Regions from separate parts of the Cyprinus carpio genome. Here region 2 is linked to region 1. A link is a contact called in public Hi-C data. All regions are on one chromosome and are shown on one strand. The core of a region is the stretch at or near the end of the contact, and the rest is flanking DNA. Distances in the headings are between cores, read along the strand shown. Region 1 overlaps ppp2r1bb (serine/threonine-protein phosphatase 2A 65 kDa regulatory subunit A beta isoform). Region 2 holds the start of LOC109103188 (serine/threonine-protein kinase SIK2-like).

What was found. Hi-C and Micro-C count contacts between places; a contact is called where the count stands out from the background.
Region 2: a Hi-C map of skeletal muscle shows a contact between it and region 1, with 3 times the contacts expected there. The contact joins the promoter of LOC109103188 here to the enhancer-like site in region 1. A contact is called at or near these places in 5 of 8 Hi-C or Micro-C datasets (liver, red blood cells and skeletal muscle).

Annotation. Positions count from the first base shown.
Region 1 is chrB15:15,944,440-15,950,872 of ASM1834038v1, reverse strand. It overlaps ppp2r1bb (serine/threonine-protein phosphatase 2A 65 kDa regulatory subunit A beta isoform), which reads right to left. Exons shown (of 16, transcript XM_042739450.1): 11 at 5,229-5,402; 12 at 4,730-4,790; 13 at 1,411-1,565; 14 at 1,128-1,270; 15 at 946-1,037; 16 at 1-850. The coding sequence ends at 834. Among protein-coding and RNA genes, the nearest start is that of ppp2r1bb, 15 kb to the right of the region's middle. Within about 2 kb of position 3,347, at least 1 of the 8 cell types and tissues checked has an H3K27ac peak or open chromatin away from gene starts, as enhancers often do. A contact at or near this core is called in skeletal muscle, where this site is marked.
Region 2 is chrB15:15,989,047-15,994,725 of ASM1834038v1, reverse strand. LOC109103188 (serine/threonine-protein kinase SIK2-like) reads left to right here and starts at 2,479. Exons shown (of 15, transcript XM_019116554.2): 1 at 2,479-2,915. The coding sequence starts at 2,778. It overlaps LOC109103225 (layilin-like), which reads left to right. Exons shown (of 7, transcript XM_042739452.1): 7 at 1-996. The coding sequence ends at 208.

The DNA of each region.
Region 1 (6,433 bases), core at 2,098-4,597:
TCCTCCATACCAGCAAAAATGATTTTATGACACGACCAAATTTTTAGCATGCCTTCCACTTAAAGAGAAAAAATGTATATTGAAAAACTTACAAAATGATAAATTGTACTATAACTAGATAGTTCATTGGCACAAAAGTTCAAGAAATCTACAAGTTTATAAAGGGGGCTATTCATGACCAACATGAGCACAAAAATGCAGGCAAAACGGCGTGAATTGATGTTGTGTTGTTTCATACGTGCATCCCATGTTACCGCACAACTGATTCAATTATATGGTCCCTAAATGGAAAAAGCTCATGATAAAGGTGTGACTTCATTGCGTAAAGCAAATTTCTAGAGAGACCACAATCCAACCATGTGCTCAGAACACAATCTGCCCTGTGCACATGGAGGACTCTGCGGTTAAACCGTGTGAGCACATGAGATTTTTTTCCCCCTCTAGAGAGGGAACACATGTAAACAATGTGCTGTGCGCTAGCAAATCTACTAAAGCAAATAAACAGGCATTTCGCACCATCTGCTACTGGCAGGATGAGCTCTGGTCTAAGAAAAGCAAATGGCATGCTGAAGCAGGCATGTACCGATTCCGATACGATCGCACTGGGATGGCTCATGAGGTGATGTTTGCGAAGAGCTATGCGTAAATTGTACAAGCATGCAGAGCTTAGCTTCTCTAACAATGTTTGAGGTAAAACTTCATAGAAAGTCCATCCTTTGATCATTCAATATCTTTGAGAGTAAACAAGAACACAACGACAATACTTAAACAATAAATATAATGCAACAGGTCTTGTGTTGTCAGTTTTTCACTGGATGTGGTGAGGAAGTCTTTCAAGCCAAGGCAAGAACTATGGAGAGAGCGAAAAACAGTACAGAGGAGAATGAAGCAATGTTTCTGAAAGGATTCATGTTTCAAAGGTTAAAGAGATAAAAGGAAATGTACCACTTATAGCCTCTAGGGCAAAGTACTTCACATCCATATCTTGGTCTGTAGCTAGTTTCTCCAGGACTGGTTTAACCTCGGCCTGCAAAGCACTATTGAAAACATCATTGTTAGTACTGCTGGTTTGTTTGCTTATGCCATCAAGATACAAAAGGGTACAGGCAGCTATTATTTAAAGATACCTGCTGTCCAAAACTGGTCCGATCTTCTGTAAGCACCTGGCCACATTGAAGCGCACATTAGCCACCTGATCAGTGGACATCTTGAGGACTACAGGCAACATGTGCTTGGTGGTGATTTCCTGTCCACATACTCCAGACAGAGCCTGACCCATAAAAATAAATTGAATAAAAAAAGGCTTTCATTTGTTGTCATTTTGCAACACCAGATATTAATGTAATGACTTTCAACTGGGAGAACATTTAGGTTTAAGAAACAGGCACCAGCCAGGGCATCCAGACTTACATTGATGCAGAAGAGAGTGGTCATCCTGTGCAGGTAGTTGGAATCATTGGCCATGCCAAGGACTTTGGGCACAATGGTGTTCTGGGCCCATTCTGCTCCAAACTTCTCCACCAGCTTCATGAGGTTGCAGGTGGCAGCCTCTCGGATAGCAAACACTGCAGAACAAGGCCAAGATACTAATGTTAACTCACAGGCTCACACGAAGATTGAGAATTGAGATGAAGATGAAAACTGACCTTTAGATAAATGTAATTTTTAGGACACACCACCAAATATACAGTCTACTGCCATGCCATACAAACTGAAGACATACATTCTTCAGTATCACAAATTGTCACTTAGAGAAAAGTAGAGAATGAATGATTGTGTGTATTTGTCAGAAAAATCTACATTAAAATAAAATAAAAATATAATTAAAAAGTCTATCTATCTATCTATCTATCTATCTATCTATCATGGGCGTTGCTATGCCATCGCTAGACCAATGATTACTCAGCCCCCCTAAAAATTTTGCAATTAGCTCTGCAAACTGTACACGAATTCGTGATTGCCTCAGTACCCTTTAAATTTCATATGAAAACGGCAGAAGACTTAGATCGGCTCCTCCCTGTCTTTCAATGCATTCTTCAATCCGCAGACCAAGACACAGAGGACAAGGTATGTGTTTATCGACAGATTGTTATGATATCTGCATCTGTGCATAAAGACAGTTTACAAAATATCATGGGGAGCAATCGGTTTTCCATCTCATCACACCACAGCGGTTTCCTCCAGCGAAAATGAAGCCCTTAACACATATAAACACATACTATATAAAATTATCATGTTGCCATTTTTATTTGAAAATGTTACTTTTAACATAAAACTTTATTAATTGCGGTGCATGTGGCAAATAGGTTTGCATACTTGAGCTGAAGAAAGAGAAATGCAAACAGTAAAATTTTGTGTTTGTACAGTAAACAGGTGTGTGTGTGTGTGTGTGTGTGTGTGTGTGTGTGTGTGTGTGTGTGTGTGTGTGTGAGATCAGGATTCAGGAAGACTTGTATGGCTTATTCAGTACTCCAATGTTACACCTATCTATGCAATTCAGTGAAATACAATAAGTTGCAAAATGTAATAAAATGCAATAAGTTTAGTTTACCACCTTACCCTATTAGTCAATCATTTTTTATTTTATGTTTTTTTTTATTATTATACCCTCATTGGGGGCTGAGCCCCCCTAAAACGAAAATCTTAGAATCACCCCTGCTATCTATAAAAATTAATTAAAATTAAAATAAGAAATACATTAAAAATAAATACATTTACAGTGGACAAAGTCCCATTCTACACATAAATATATGGCATGGGACTTCATCTACTGTAGATTTACAGAATTGTGAAAACTGGACATGTCATATAGAAGATTCACCAGTACATAAAATAGTGTCCATTTAAGGACACAATAGTGATTCATGGATTGTCCCTTAAGGGGTTTAAAACTACAATCTTCCATTACCAGTCCAGATTTTTATCCATTACACTACACCACCCTCTTTATCCAACAGAAGTCTACCATTCCACTTATTTTTCTCCTAAAAAGATGATTTAATATGAATAATGCACTAATTTCAGCTTTCGGTTTGTTTGATCAGATTATCTGGCACAACAGTTGGACCCAAGCAGGGTTAATCAACATTGTTTTGGTGCTCAGCATTACCTCCATAGATTACATTCCACCTGACTTCACAATAACTCAAATAGAGATCACAATCAAGCCATTTAACCTTCATTCTCGGAAGAGTAAATATCTACAAACATCCTGTGAAATTGTGCATCACAAATCTGCTAAACATCAGACGGGCGGCTCTTTTGAAATCCGTTTTACGATGACATAACCCCCTTTATCAAAAGACTGGGAATTTGCCTGAGACAATCCTATTTAGAGTTTAAAATTCAAGCCAAACCTCTATCCATAGTCCTTACAGATCTTATGAAAAAAATAAAATGCTACACATCAGCCAAAATACGATGAGCAATTTCATGAAGCAGGTCAAGCTTTAAATGGAGATTATAAAACACACAAAAAATGAGACAATCCATTTAACACTGTATATCTCTTGCAGATGTTCCTGTGTGTATTTGTCAGAAAGAGTTCAGATTTACACATGACAGACAGCCGAGCACAGCGCCGCTCTGGCTCTGAGCTCTTATGTAAGAGGACAGCACTGGCCCAGCAGCACAGGATATACAAGAACATTCCAGTGATGTAACCCATCTGGCCCTTTGTCTACAACTGTGTCAGAGTGAAACTGTGCGTGTATGTGTGTGCGCACATGGTTGAGGTCCTCGCTGAAAATCACCATGCAAAACACCTCAACAGCTGGATCCACTCAGCGCATGGTTCAAAGTGAGATCATAACCATTCTGACAACCATTAAATTGAAGATTTACTAAGAGGCTCATCAATCTGAAACATTCATTACCACTGACACGCCAATCAAAGCGAGATCAGCAGGCAATTTAAAAGTCTTATCTGTTCTACAAAAGTGGCGCCTGTTTGAACCAGGATATTAGATATTGTGATGAAAAATCGGAATTATCAGCAGCCATTACTCCAGTCTTTAGTGATCTTAAAGAAATCTTTCAAATATATGGATTTAGTGCTATTTTTCTGAATTCTTTGATGAATAAAAAGCACAAAAATAGCATTTCTTCTAAATAAAATGATTAAATTATAAATGTCTTTACTGTTACTTTATTTTTTTGATGCACCCTTGCTGTATAAAAGTAGGATTAAATCTTAATTTTAAATCTTAAAATTTGATCTTACTGTCACCAAACCGTAGAAGAGTATTGTACATGTAGTCTAATTTTAATAATCATTACAAAAAAATTACTCTTGATAATATGCAGTCTAAGACAGTATTTAGAGATTGTACTTGGATTTAGACTTAGATGTGGATTAAGATATTTACACACTTAACCTTGTTAAAGAGTCTCAGTTCCCTTTTCTACTTAAAAAGAACAACATCATAATAAGGATAGAATGACACACAGGGAGGTGAAATTGAGAGAAGGAAGAAAGCAATAGAAATGTAGAGAGAGAGAGAGAGAGTGCTAGAATCTTATCAGACCCTTATAATTTGCTGATAGCAGAAACTTTGAGAAATCTCTTTCTCCTTTTGGGGAAGGAGTAGGACAGAAGAGAGGCTGAGGCAACTGCTGCATGTCTTCAGTGTGCTGTCTTCAAATTTAAGCAAATGCATCTGCATGAACTTATACAGTTTAAAGGTTCTGGTTCATTGTTGTCAGTAATCGTCAAACTCAGAAAACCTACCGTGATCAATGAGCCATGCCATGCACAGTGAATTCAACTTCTCATCAAAGAACTCCACTCCCTAGAAATAAAGTTGGAATACAGTTACAATCCATAAAGTAACAATCCACCTATTTCTCATTCCCACGTGTTTCCAAATCACTCTGTCATTTTAGAGCTTTAAGGGGTAGATGTCCCAAAAATAAAAAATTCTCAACCTCATTTACTCAACCTCAAGTTGTTCCAAACCTATGTAAGTTTTTTTTTTCTTCTGTTGAGCACTAAAGAAGATATTTTGAAGAATGTTGGTAATCAAACAGCTGACGATAGCCATTGACTTCCAGAGTATGGAAAAAAATACTACAGAAGTCAACGGGATTATCAACTGTTTGGTTAACGACATTCTTCAAAATGTCTTTTGTGTTCAACAGAAGAAATAAACTGTTTGAAACAACATGAGAGTGATTATCTTTTACTGCCCAGATACAATTAATCGATCTTGAGTGGAGCGCAGACTCACCAGTTGGCCAGCCAGCAAAGGCATGTACTCAATGATGGCCAGTCGAACCCTCCACTTGGCATCCTCAGCCAGCTCTACTATAGCTGGCAGCAAAGACTGAGAGAGCTGGCGAATCCCGATCACCTCATTCACACAGTCCAGATTAGAGATGATGTTCAGACGCACCTCAGGACACTACAGGAAAATAAAAAAAAGATTATATATAAATAAATATATAAAATATATATATATATATATATATATATATATATATATATATATAGATATATATATATTTTTTTTTTTCTCTTTTTTTTTTATCAGATGAACACCAGGACACTAAACACTATACACTGTATTACGTATTTTGTTTTAAAGGGCTAGTTTACCCAAAAATTAAAATTCTGTCATTAATTACTAACCCTTTGTGTCGTTCCAAACCCGTAAGACCTTCGTCCATCTTCAGAACACAAATTAAGATATTTTTGATGAAATCCGAGAGCTTTCTGAACCTGCATAGACAGCAACGCAACTGAGATGTTCAAGGCCCAGGAAGGTAGTAAGGAGGACATCGTTAAAATAGTCCATGTGACATCAGTGGTTCAACCTTAATTTTATGAAGCTACGAGAATACTTTTTGCATGCAAAGAGAACAAAAATAACGACTTTATTCAACAATTTATTCTCTTCCGTGTCAGTCTATTCTCGCAGCTTCATAAAATTACAGTTGAACCGCTGATGTCTTTACTACCTTTCTGGGCCTCAAAAATTTCAGTTGCTTTGCCATCTACGGAGGATCAGAAAGCTCTCGGATTTCATCAAAAATACCTTAATTTGTGTTCCGAAGATGAACAAAAGTCTTACGGGTTTGAAATGACAGAAGGGTGAGTAATTAAAGACAGAATTTTAATTTTTTGGGTGAAATAACCCTTTAACAAGGAATAACAATAAGTTTCAACACCAATGAAACTTGCAGAAAAAGATCAGCATGTTAAATGTGTATTAAAGAAAGTAAATAAGGTCATCAATGATTTTATGGCTTTAAAGTCCCCATAATTTCTTCTATGTATGTATGAATTTTACTGAAAGCAAAAGGTCTCCATCTTTTATATTTCCTTTAAATGGCTCCAGGAGGACGCCACACTCATGTGATATTGTTACAGCGCACGTTTACATGCTGCCAAATATTTGATGACTTGCTTGAGCAAGTGCACTTTGGTGATGAC
Region 2 (5,679 bases), core at 1,230-3,729, 45 kb before region 1:
CCAGTCTGGAGCTCATCTGGAGTACATGAGCTCTGAAATTAACAGAACATTTAGTGTGACGTCCACAATCAATCAGTTTGAGGAATATGAGAACGACCCGAGCCACCCCACGCAGTGTGGGTTTGTCACAAATGACATCTACGAGACCTGCCGGAGCTCCTCGGTGGTAGAGGCTGGATGGGTGGACAATGACATCTATGGATACTAAAAGACTATACAGTGTGTATACTGACTGGTAAAGTCTCGCCCACTAGTGTGACTGGCTCTCCTATCATGTCTGCTCTTTGATGTGCACTATGTGACCCGTTGGGGAATCCAGTGGCGGTCTAATGCAGGGGTGTACAGATTCCCATAACTGACTATTCAAAGAAGCATAAAGGTGTCATCAGCTTGTGAGGGCTTCCGCTGTGGAAGCTGGCATCCTGGAACGGGACTTCCATTTGGACATTTACAAAACAGTGCGCTGACCTCTCAGCCTATCTCAACAACATCCTTTTGTGTCTCTGAGAATGGCCTCTATAAAGGATACCTACTGGTTTTGAAAGACTGGGTAGTGGCTTTGTAACTCTTTTGTGTAAAAACAGAATTAAAGGATTTATATATATAAAACATTATTGTAACATATTGAATGTATTTTGCTTTTGGGTATCAAATTATGAGCAGAAAGATAAACCATTTTTGCTGTATTTAGATTGTAAATGATATGTTGTCTGTCCTTATAATAATAATAATAATAATAACCACAGAATAGCTTTTAATAAACGTATTTTTGTTTAATCAGCATTGTTCCCGCACTCCTGGACAACCTGGAAATGTCTTGGAAATTTTGAATCAGGCCTGGAATAGTAATGGACTAGTAATGCTTTACTAATTGGTAAGGACTTGACTGCAAAAGTCATGGAAATGGCCTGACCTTGACACAATGTAACTCTAACAAATGATTTTATTTAACTGTATTTGATAATATTGATTTGAATAAATGTTTTTGAAACCTCATTAGGTGGCTTTTGTCATGCTGAGAATAGATCTTTACCTTTTCCATACCGTTAAATGTTACTGCTGCATGCTTGCAACTTCAGATGACTCATTTTACAAACCCTTCTATTACATATTTTGTACCCTTTTAGTGACTGCGTCACTTTCAATTTATTGCAAATATTTTGAGCTAAACGCGATTCTTTGTAAATGCATTAATATTCGGCTGAGTTCCCTGACGTCATCAGAGCTGTAGGGGCAGGGAAGTGTTTTATTAGACCTGAGTGACTGCAGTACAGCACGTGACCGTCAGAGGTCGCCATATGATAGGCCACCTAGAACTGAATTGCGTGCAGCTTTGAGGACATATTTGTTGCACTTATGTCATGGAGGTGTTTAAATTAAATTTTCCAATACAAATCATGCACTGTCTGTAATGCGTTTCTACGCTTACATACTCTTGATATGAATGACTTGTTTATTAAACTGTTGTATAAACTGTTGAGTACTGCACAATACCGCTCTCCTTCAGTTGATTCTACAAATACACACAAACACATAATGTTTCTACCAAAATTCTGCTTTATATGATTATGGTTGGTTATGTAATTGAGCAAATATGTGCCACACCCGCTTTGATGTCTATAGGGTTGGGTTGCAAACACGTCTTAGTGCCCTAGATGTCAAAATGTGATTAAAATATGCCAAGAAGAGTTAAACTGTCAGAACAAATTCATCTTGATAATGCCATCCGTCTGTTAGACTGTCTCACAAATGGCTGTCAGCTTTTAAATTTAAGTACACAATCAGATAATACCAATTTAGGTCAACTAATTACCAAGGAATGCTTAGTCATTTTATTCAGTCTGTAGTGTAAAAAGTAGCATTAGCAATTAACCTTAAAGAAAAACAAAACAAAACAGATAAGCAAAACATGGTCAGGTCAAAGTGTCTGAATAATTTTACTGGTAGTCAACTGTATAAAGATTTTTGGATATAATATGTCACAGTTTATTTTGCTATCCTCACTTACATAAATGAACCATAGTGTCCTGCACCCACTAGTAAAAAATATCTAAAATGATATCTAGTGTCTGAATAATTTTTGGTTTGACTGTATATGAATGCATCTAACCATACAGTACTGTAATAATGTAACTCATCAGAAACTAAATATTTTCCAAATAATATTTTTTCGCAGTATAAATGGGGTCTTTACGCAGAAAACTAAAAATGTGCGAGGATCGTCATATTTGGAAGGTCCGTGGAATCTAAAAGATTGAAAAAGCCGGACGAACACAGCGCGCCGCCGTCGGCTCTCATTCCTCGACTGAAGCGCGAGAGACTTTATCAAAGTTTCTGGCGGCAGACTTTCGCAGCCAGCGCTCGAGCAAACACAGCGACGCTCTGGCCGTTGACGTAAGAGGTGGGTCTGGTCGTCTTGGAAACGAATTGGCACTCGAGTGTGGAAGCGCTTGGAAGCCCCGCCCCTTGTGCAAATACCCCCATAGGCTCTGACGTCAATGCACGTCAACCAGAGAACATGATGCCTCCTGCAAGTCAACTCGTGTACTCTCGCAAACACAGCTGAAATATTAGAGCTCTATTGTATTGAAGGAGGTGGCGTGACACATCGGCGCGCTCCTGCTTCTTCTGCTGAGACTGGAGCGGACCGTCAGCGAGCACCCTGGCCGGCACGCTGGCATTTCGACACGGTTTAGCCTCTGCCGACCTCGTTATCTTGAGGCTCAAGTGGCAGGTCTCTATCTTCTCGCCCCAAGCCCTAGTGTTTCACTAACAGCATGGTCATGGCTGACTGTCACCAAAAGCCAGTGCTCAGGGGTCCCGTCCGAGTGGGCTTCTACGATATAGAGCGGACTCTTGGAAAGGGCAATTTCGCTGTTGTGAAACTGGCAAGACATCGCATAACCAAGACAGAGGTGAGTTGATAATATATCAGCTGCTCAGCCCTCTAACTAACTACTAACCCTTGTGCACCGCACAGAAACACTACGAGATAGCAGTTACAGTTGCACTCACACTATTGTTGATACTAGTTATGTGAGAACTTAGTATCTTTGGGTAACAAACAACCTGTTTGTCTGAAGCGGTGTCACGTTTTTAAGGAGCCACCTGGGTTTGTTTTTTAGGAACGTTTTATAACTTCTAGTCATGGTTGATTTTTTAGTGTTTTGAATATTTGTATGTTGTCAAAATGCAAAATACTTAAACGTTTAATTGAAATCAGTTTTTTTTTTATTGTAAAATAAAATCATCAAGCCAATATCCAGATATATGAAATGTTAATAACATTAAAAGCAAGAATTAGTTTGTAAAAAAATTCATCATTTTTGCTTAATAAGTATTATTTTTATTAATCATCTTAAGAATTATGACTACTTTTTAAATAAATATTAATAATGTTTAAAAAAACCATTGGTTTTCAAAATTTATGTAAAATATTTCAATTAAAATCATTGTTCTTATTATAAAATATTATCAGACCCATATAATATGTGTTAAAAACATAAAAAAACAAAACAATAGTTCATTTTTAATACCCGAGGCATTTTTGTCACTTTCAGTTGCATTTATTTCAGTTCAGACCCTGGTCCGAAGTATGTTGACTACAACTAGCTGAAGCCTTTGTGCAGCTTTGCATGCACTGATAAACGCACGTCCAGCAGCCTAACGCCTCAACTGAAATATGCAGAGTATTCCAAAAGTGCAGGGTGTCCAAACCTAGTTGTCAAAGAAAGACAAAGGCCGTGTACAATAGCAAGAAATCATGCTGGTTTAGTGCCCATTAAATGTGGGCCATGCTTTTGTGCATTTGTGCAGTGGTTGCATAAGCAAAGGGTGATTTTGTGATAATGGATGTCATCTCATCGCTAAACCTGAGCTGATGATTGTCTCGCATTCCTTGCAAAGAAACCCTGCTGAGCACTGTTTGCATGACACAAGGTTACCGTGTTCACGAAAATGTCATAAATTATTTAAAAATGTAGTTACACTCAGCTCTAAAATGTGTGTGCTTTGTGAGTGCGGTCTGCATTAAATGATTTCTATTGACCTTGGTGACATTGTGTTGCTTTGCAGTAAAGTTGTGGTTCAGGGTGTTATAACGGTAGGTGTGAGCTGTAATTTTCGCTTGGCCAGAGAGCTGTTTTTTAAGACTGTCTGCAAGTCTGCAGATGTAGAGTTTAGCATTGGAGCACTGTGTGGAATTATGCTATTTAACAGGATTATGTTGTACACAGTTGATGCATCTCTGCAATGGCTGCCTCGAGGTGGCTTCATTTCTGTGGGGATGACACTGTCTCGGCTTCCCATCAGTCTCTTGTGTTTTATGATTTCTCTGTTCTTCTTCGGAGCTGTCTTCAGAATACACATGCTCTGGTAGCATGTGTCTTCTGCTTTGTGTATCGCCTGCATTGTTCATGGTTTCAACGGACAGTTGGATCACTGTTACTTCCAATGAGAATGACTAACCACATTTGCATCTGACAGCTGATTCATGGTGATGTGCTCTAATGTTTTCAGTCAGTTACCGTTATGCTTTCCAGGGGTCAGCAACAAGGCTGGCCTGGGGTCAGTGTGAGACAGTTTCAGGCCAACAGACAGAACTGTCACTTGTCAAGTACATTATGTCTTTCTTGCATTGATCGCGCAAATATGTTTTTATGCCTTTCAAATGTAAACATTTGGATTCATGTAAAAAAAAAAAAAGATCGTTGTTGCAAAATCTGTTGATGTCACCTAGATGCTGCTTTGCAAACAAATTATTTTTTGTTGAAATTGCATGAGAACAAATCTTTAAAGCATCAATTACAATTATGAAACCAATCATATATATATATATATATATATATATATATATATATATATATATAGATATATATATTTTAACTTATTATTTATTTATATATTTACATTTTTATATATATTTATAGAGAATATATATGTATATATATATATATATATATATTTGTGTGTGTGTGAATGTATGTATGTATATAATTTGTGCTTTTTTTCATTATATTATGTTATTTTTCTGCTAGCCTGAATTTTTGCAGTCCTTACTAGTATTTTCACTGGGCCCACCAGTTTATTTTTCAGAACATTCTTATTAATGTTTTTTAATAATATATAAATTGTGGTAGGGCTGGTGAAAATGTTGACAGGGTAAAAATCCATGCAGAAAAAAAAAATCCTTATTGTTCAGCCTTATTTTGGCATTTAAAAATATTTGTGTTTTAATGTACATCAAGATTGACTGATATTTTTTCAAGATGTCTTTAAAATATTTTGTATTCTATTATACTTTGAAGATTCCTTATACTTACAGTAGGAAGTAAGCCGAAGCACTAAAGTCTTGTAAATATTCATAACATAAATGTTTTATATCACTAATGATATAACACACAGGTCAAAGTCTTAACTGTGGAATCTGTTCTGTTTTTTCCGCTTCTGTGTACTTACCTGAAGATGATTATTATACAGTCAAAAGGGGGATTGAGGTATGAGTGGTTATGAAATGGTAAATTACTCCTGTTCTTCTCCCATTTGTCTGGCAAATGATGAAAAGCCTGTGGGAAAATAATAAGATAATTTGGATCATTGTCCTACTTCAGTAGTTAAGCCATTAACCTGACGCTCAGGTGTGTATTAGCTTTGCTCACGTGTATTTTGCCTTTGATCCGC